Regions from separate parts of the Rattus norvegicus genome. Here region 1 is linked to region 2. The links are chromatin contacts, called in public Hi-C maps. All regions are on one chromosome and are shown on one strand. The core of a region is the stretch at or near the end of the contact, and the rest is flanking DNA. Distances in the headings are between cores, read along the strand shown. Region 1 overlaps Chn2 (chimerin 2). Region 2 overlaps Cpvl (carboxypeptidase, vitellogenic-like).

The links. A called contact is a pair of places that touch in the nucleus more often than the background predicts.
Region 1: a Hi-C map of the A7r5 cell line shows a contact between it and region 2, with 6 times the contacts expected there. The contact joins two enhancer-like sites. A contact is called at or near these places in 6 of 12 Hi-C or Micro-C datasets (the A7r5 cell line, Schwann cells, frontal cortex and 3 more).

Annotation. Positions count from the first base shown.
Region 1 is chr4:84,604,152-84,607,361 of GRCr8, forward strand. All of the region lies in intron 1 of Chn2 (chimerin 2), which reads left to right. Among named protein-coding and RNA genes, the nearest start is that of Chn2, 130 kb to the left of the region's middle. Within about 2 kb of position 1,565, at least 17 of the 93 cell types and tissues checked have an H3K27ac peak or open chromatin away from gene starts, as enhancers often do. A contact at or near this core is called in the A7r5 cell line, where this site is marked.
Region 2 is chr4:84,394,415-84,397,684 of GRCr8, forward strand. The region is part of intron 3 of Cpvl (carboxypeptidase, vitellogenic-like); the gene reads right to left. Among named protein-coding and RNA genes, the nearest start is that of Cpvl, 20 kb to the right of the region's middle. Within about 2 kb of position 1,722, at least 7 of the 93 cell types and tissues checked have an H3K27ac peak or open chromatin away from gene starts, as enhancers often do. A contact at or near this core is called in the A7r5 cell line, where this site is marked.

The DNA.
Region 1 (3,210 bases), core at 315-2,814, 210 kb after region 2:
AGGCTCATGGCTGAGCCTTTTGGGAGACTGAGGCCATAGTGTCCCCAGTCAATAGGCTCGAGAGCAAAGCAGATTTGGTTTTAAATTCCACATCCCACCTCCCAAATGGCCATGGGAAAGTGGCTTCACCTTTTTGAAGTTCATTTTGCTCCTCTCTGGGACATAAAGGTATTTACCACTGGGAGGTGCTGGCTCTACCCTTGCACTGCTGCGCCACTGGCCGACACAGCCACCCGCAGCCTCATGTGATGTAAACTAGGGAGTCTCTAAAGGGGATCGGCCGGCTCCATCTTTGGATGGGCAGGTGGATATGGCTGTATCAGCGGGTGGAGAGACAACTTGGGATAATTATAAATATGTAAGGTAATACATGCGTGGAGCCTGTACCAGAGTCTGGAACATGCCATTCTACTGTTGGTGGGAGAACTTTAATTTTCCTATCTTCATCCTTCAGGATCTTTTTACTCTGAATGTGGGTAAAAACAAACAAACAAACAAACCAACAAACAAAACCACATCTTCCCTTGCCTCCTAGTAGCTACAGTACCAGGGCTGTGACTTAACAACTGACTTCATGAGAATTCAGTATGTCATGGCCAGGAGCTAACCTCTTGAGGAAATGAACAAACCAACCAACCAATGAAACAAACAAAGCAAGCAGCCAAACAAACAAAACAGAAACAAACAAAAACAAATACCAAGGAACAAACCGACTAAAAGAGTTTCTCTTCTTCATTCCTACAACATCATGTCTGTCCTGTCACATCCTATCTCATGTTATGATGGTAGGTACAGGTGGCCAGAGGCTGGTTTAGCAAACAGATGCAGTGCTTATTGAGGGAACAGATAGATGAATGGATGGATGGATGGATGGATGGATGGATGGATGGACGGACGAATTGGACACATAGCTGATTCCTGTGTCTGCATTCTGCATCTTGCCTTACTCTCTGCACCCATGTCTACTGTAATGTTTTGTGCCAAGTAGACCATTATGCTCTAGGTAAATATTTGTTAAATGAATAAATGAATGCCCAGAAGGGATTTGGAAGAAAGCCAGGAAGACATTCCTCTGCTGAAAGGAATTTGTAAAGAGGCAGGCAGCTTCTGGAGGGAAGCGGTGAAGGAGAGAGTTCTCCAGGCTAGAGGCCTAAAGGCTGGGAGACTGACTGTCTTTGAAGAAGTAGCAGGAAAGAAAGTCTGTCATGGCAGAGAGGGAAGTCCTACCAGGAATGTAGCTGCACAGGGCTGGGGAAAGTCTACATTTTCCCAGGAGCCACTAAGGGGGAAGAGGCTCCTGGATGCAGGAGAGAACGGGGTGGTTTGGCAAAGGTAATCAAGGTGGCAGCTGAGTTGGTGCTCCTGGACCTCAAGCCCTCACCCCCCTTATTAGTAGGGTTTGTCTCTGTGTCTGCCACAGCTCCCACACATGCGTTCTGTTTTTTCCATTTCCCCTTCATCTCACCACACTGTGGCTTCTATCTACCCCAAGATCATCAACCCTCACCCTCCCACAGCCTCTTGCTACAGTAGCACTGCTTCCCTGCCTGGCCTATCTCACCGGAACAGGCTCTGTCCCTCTTACCACTTCCCCTTCTGAGTGGCTTTGCCTTGTCGTGTCTTCTCTCCTCTCTGGTTGCCCTCTGCTCATTTTCTTCTCACATCCTCCATTGGCTTTGTTCTTGCCGGGCTCTTCAGAGGCCGGTCATGCACTGAGCATTGACCCTCTGTCATCCCTGCGCTTCATTGTCTGCAGCTGCCTCTGCTTGTGGGCTTCCCTTCAGAGATACCCAGGCCCAGGCTCTTGTCTGGACTGCAAGCCTCTCAGACTCGTTCACTCAGCCATCCTGTCACTGCTTCTTTTGGACAGGGGAAAGTGAGGGCCACTGCCATCTGCCATGACTGTTTCTCCCATGATTTTCCCAGCTATAGGAAAGAAGTCACCTCCTTCCCACTGCCAAGGCCATAGAGAATTATCCCTCCTCTGCCAGGCCAGTGGATGCCCCTTTTCTCTGCTTAGAACCAGTTTATCCCAAGCTGTACTCATTTGCTGTGTCAATGTCTGTCAAAATTACTTCCTCCATTTCCACTGATATGGCCGTAGCTCATACTATTCACACGATAGATAGATAGATAGATAGATAGATAGATAGATAGATAGATAGATAGATAGGCAGACAGATGATTGATTGATTGGTTGGTTGGTTGATCTCACTGCCCCTCACCTTCCTTCACCCCCCTCCTCCCTCTCTAACCCTTCCTCACACCCACGCTGGAATAATCTTTGTGGCTAACACACTGGGTGCATCTTTCCTGTTTACCTCTTTCCTCCCTTCAGTGCAAAGAGTATTTAGCTTCTTCTAACTCTTGGTTTTCTGAGTCCTATTTACTTCTCTAAGTTCATCTCTAGTCACCCTGGGGCCCCACCTTCCATATCAGCATCTGCCTTAGCCAGCACACTAGGCCATTTCAGCTCTTGTGGCTTGTCTGGCTTAGGCTATATCTCGGTTTGTGTGTCATGCTTCAGCAGCCTGTCTGTCCAAAAGGTAGTCCTCGTCACTGTAGTGTTTTGTGTCTAGGTGGTTGAGTGACCCTTCAAGCAGGTGCAGTATGCTATAGTATCACAAGCTGGCCTTACTCATCCTTCTCTCTAGGACCCTCATCCTTGTGTTTAAATTATACTCCTCTGTGACTGCTATTGCAGGGTCCTGGGCAGTGCTACTCAAGGTCAGAGGTGACTGGCCCAAGCCTGAGATGGGATAGAATGACCAGGCTAGACCCACCCTCCGAAGTCTGGGGAATAGCATTCTGACCATCCTTCTCACACAGAATGTATGCTGTCTTTCATTAAGACAGCACTTGACTGAGTGCCTGCTGTGTCCTAGCATACAGTAGTCAGGAAATTTCAAATTGTACCATTTGTACCCAACTCAGCGTGGCACCTCTTAGCATGGCTACAAATCTATATCTGAGGTCCACGTCCCCTAGGAGAAGTATCTTTGCCTAAACTCACAAAAGAGACCCAGTAGGCTAAAAGTAACACAGGCAGCATAGAACGAGGTAAAAAGGGCCCTTGCTTTCACTGTGGTGGTCACCGATTAACAGAGATAACTAAGCAGAGACATTCACATGCACACAGTCACACATCCTCAAGAAAGCAAAAGCCCTGGGAGGAATTAGAAAGAGTCTCCCAGACTCTAGAAAGCTGGT
Region 2 (3,270 bases), core at 472-2,971:
CATGCTTGCGTGATGAATCACGGCACTGTAACCATGATAGACAATACTTGCTATGGCCCACACAAGTGGCATAAAGTTCTTACAGATAATCCTCCGTGACATAGCCAGCTCCCACCTGAGAGGTGAGGCCCTGCTCCCAGGGAAAAGGAGAAACCCATGATTGTGATCTGAACAAAACCTCACTGCAAACGTGGGGGCCACTGCAAGAAGGAACTTCTGCTAATTAGTTCTAGGTAAGATGGAATTCAGACCTTTGGAAATATTAATCTTACCATAGTTAAGATTCAAGATATTTAGTTCCCCCATCTCAAAGCTTAAAGTAATTTTCCTCAATACCTGTTATATTTCAAACAGGGTACTCCCTTTGAAATCTTATCACGTGTTTTTTATTTATGCATTTATTTATTTATTTACACTGCACACCTATGAGCGTCAATAAACAAGTTTTGGGAGTTGGTTCTCTCCTGCCACGTAGCTCAGGGGGCCGTCAGATCCTCAGGTTTGATAGGGGTGAATTCAGACCCCACCATCTCTCAGCTCTAGAGGACATATTCTGAATTAAGGCGTTTTAAAGATCATTTTCAAAGAACTGCCCCCCTGCCATCCCAAGTCTCACTCCCTAAACTCATCATGGACACGTCTGAGGAGCCTTCTCTGTGCACAAGCCATGTGCATTCTCCACTTGGGGGCACCACAAATGCTGTAGACACGGTTAAGTGATGAGATCTTGGTGTCTCTCACTGGACCCCAGGTTGTAGGTGTCTCTCCACAGCAGTGAGTTATAGCACCACCATGCTGCATGTATCCAGTACAGTGTGTAAATTCATCCTAATAGCATACACTGTCTGCTCTCTCAAGCTGTGGGTTAGCTCCTACTCACAGCTGGGAAGGGGGTGGGTGGTTGGGATGCACTCTGTAAAGAGTGTGGATGTGAGAGCCACACGGCCAGGACTGGAGTTGCATGTAGCTATTTTAATATTTGTGTGTTCTTGAGTACATGCCTTCATTTCTCTGTGTCTCCATGCAGACACAGGTTGTTATACATATGAGCAGCAGGTACAGGGCATAACACTTCATTCAGTCAGTGTCGTGTATCTTTTTAAAGAGTCAGTTCCGGTTGGGTTTTGGTTTTTTGTTTGTTTTTGTTTGTTTTTTGTTTTTTGGGGTTTTTTTGGGGGGGTTGGGGTTTTTTGGGGTTTTGGGGTTTGTTTTTTTTTGTGGGGGGTGGGTGGGAAGACAGCTAAGTGTGGCTACATATGTGGACAGATAGGCAGGGGAACGCGTGTTCGAGTAATCAAAGGCAGGGCTTTTGAGGTGGTTATTAAAATGTCTTGGGATGGACCCCTGCTAAAGAATTATCTGGTGGATGATGAAGAAAAGAAACCCTTTATGAATGAGTCAGGGGCCTGAGTATAAAACCATTTCGAGCGCTACTGAAATAAGAAGCGATGAAATGCGAAGGCGCGGAGGAATCCTAGACTTGTGGGATCCACGCCTACACATGGATGAAGTCCAAGAGGCTGACCGGTTCTGGTACACAGATAACAAACGAGGCGGTGTTAAGACTCGCCTGCCATCCCCACCGCTAGGGAAGTGAAGATAGAAGTGTGACATCCTGGGCTACACAAACAGACGGGTCAAGAGGAGGGAAAAAGAGGAGTGGGAGAGGAGGGAAAGGAGGCCTGGTTTATCCATTGCCCTCTTAATTCTCTGGCGACCCCTGGTGGCCAGTCACAAACTTGTCTACTCCTTCCTCAATGTTCTAGTCTGTCCATTCGACTGTCAACACTAGCACATTCCACTACTGTCAATAATGGGCAAAGAAAATTATCCTGTGCCTTCATGGATCGTCACTTGGAAGCAAAATTCCTGAAATCTAAACTGGTCCTGACGTGGCCCATTACTTTCCAAGTATCAGCTCTGCTCCCAGACATTTAAACTGTATCTCCAGCCAGACGCAGACAATAGAGACAGATAACAAGACACCGTAGACATAATTTCTATTACACATTACACAGATTGCTGAAATGGAGAGCCAGTAGGTGGGAAGCGGGGACTAAAGACACCGATTTCAGTTCTTTCAATCAACACTGTTGTTCTCGCTTGCTTTCTGTTGCTGTTACAAACACTAGGACCAAAAGCAACTGGGGTGGGAAAGCGCTTATTCCACCTTACATTTTATAATCCGTCATTAAAGGAAACTGAGGCAAAAGCTCAAGGAAGGAACTAAACCAATGACCAGAGGAATGTTGCTTATTGGTTTGCTCAGCTTGCCTTCTTATAACTCGGAAAGATCACCAGCCTAGGGGTGGCACCTGCCCACATAAATCACTAATCAAGAAAAGCCCCCACATTCCAATCTGATAGACGTAACTCTCCAATTGGCATTCACTCTTCCAAGCTGATTATTTTGGGTCACGTCATCAAAAATCTAGCCAGTGATTAAGGGCCCTGAAGGGGATAGGAACTCCACAGGCCGACCAACAGAGTCAACTCACCTGGACCCTTGGGGGCTCTCAGAGACTGAACCACCAACCAAAGAGCATACACGGTCTGAACCTAGGCCTCTCCAAACATCTGTAGCAGATGTGCAGGTCAGTCTTCACGTGGGTCCTGAACAACTGGAGCGGGGACTATCCCACTGTATACAGCCGTTGGCTATATGTGGGATTTGTTCTTCTAGCTGGGCTACCTTGTTTGGCTTTAGTGGGAGAGGATTCACCCTGTAGAGACTTGACGTGTCAGGATGAGGGTATATCCAAGGGGGAGGAGCCTCCACTCTCTCTCAGAGGAGAAGGAGAGGGGAGGGACTATATGGGAGAGGGCAGCAATCGAGATATAAAGTAAGTAAGTAAATAAATAAATAAATGAAAGAAGAAAGAATACAGCAAAACAAAACAAAACAGTGTAACAAGTGATTGTGTTTTACACAGACAATTCTATCGAGGTGGCTCTAGGGAATTTAAACAGCTTACCGTGTGTGAGGGCAGTGTTTTGGCCAGTACCCAATCTGCATCCATTCTTCTAGCCAACCTTTTCTTCCATCCCACTAAGAAACATCACTCTAAGTAAGAGAATGCAACAGCCAGCCACTGCCAGACTTCAAGCTGGGCTTAAAATGGAAAGTGTGCTTTGGTAAATCAATGAGACCTTCTCTATATTTCGCAATGCAAAGACTGGAGGCTTGCTTACTTTAAGTGACATGTTCTCTTTTAATTGAAGTCATTAGTACCCAAAGTAAATGTCTTTAAATTCCCCTCAAGTATATGT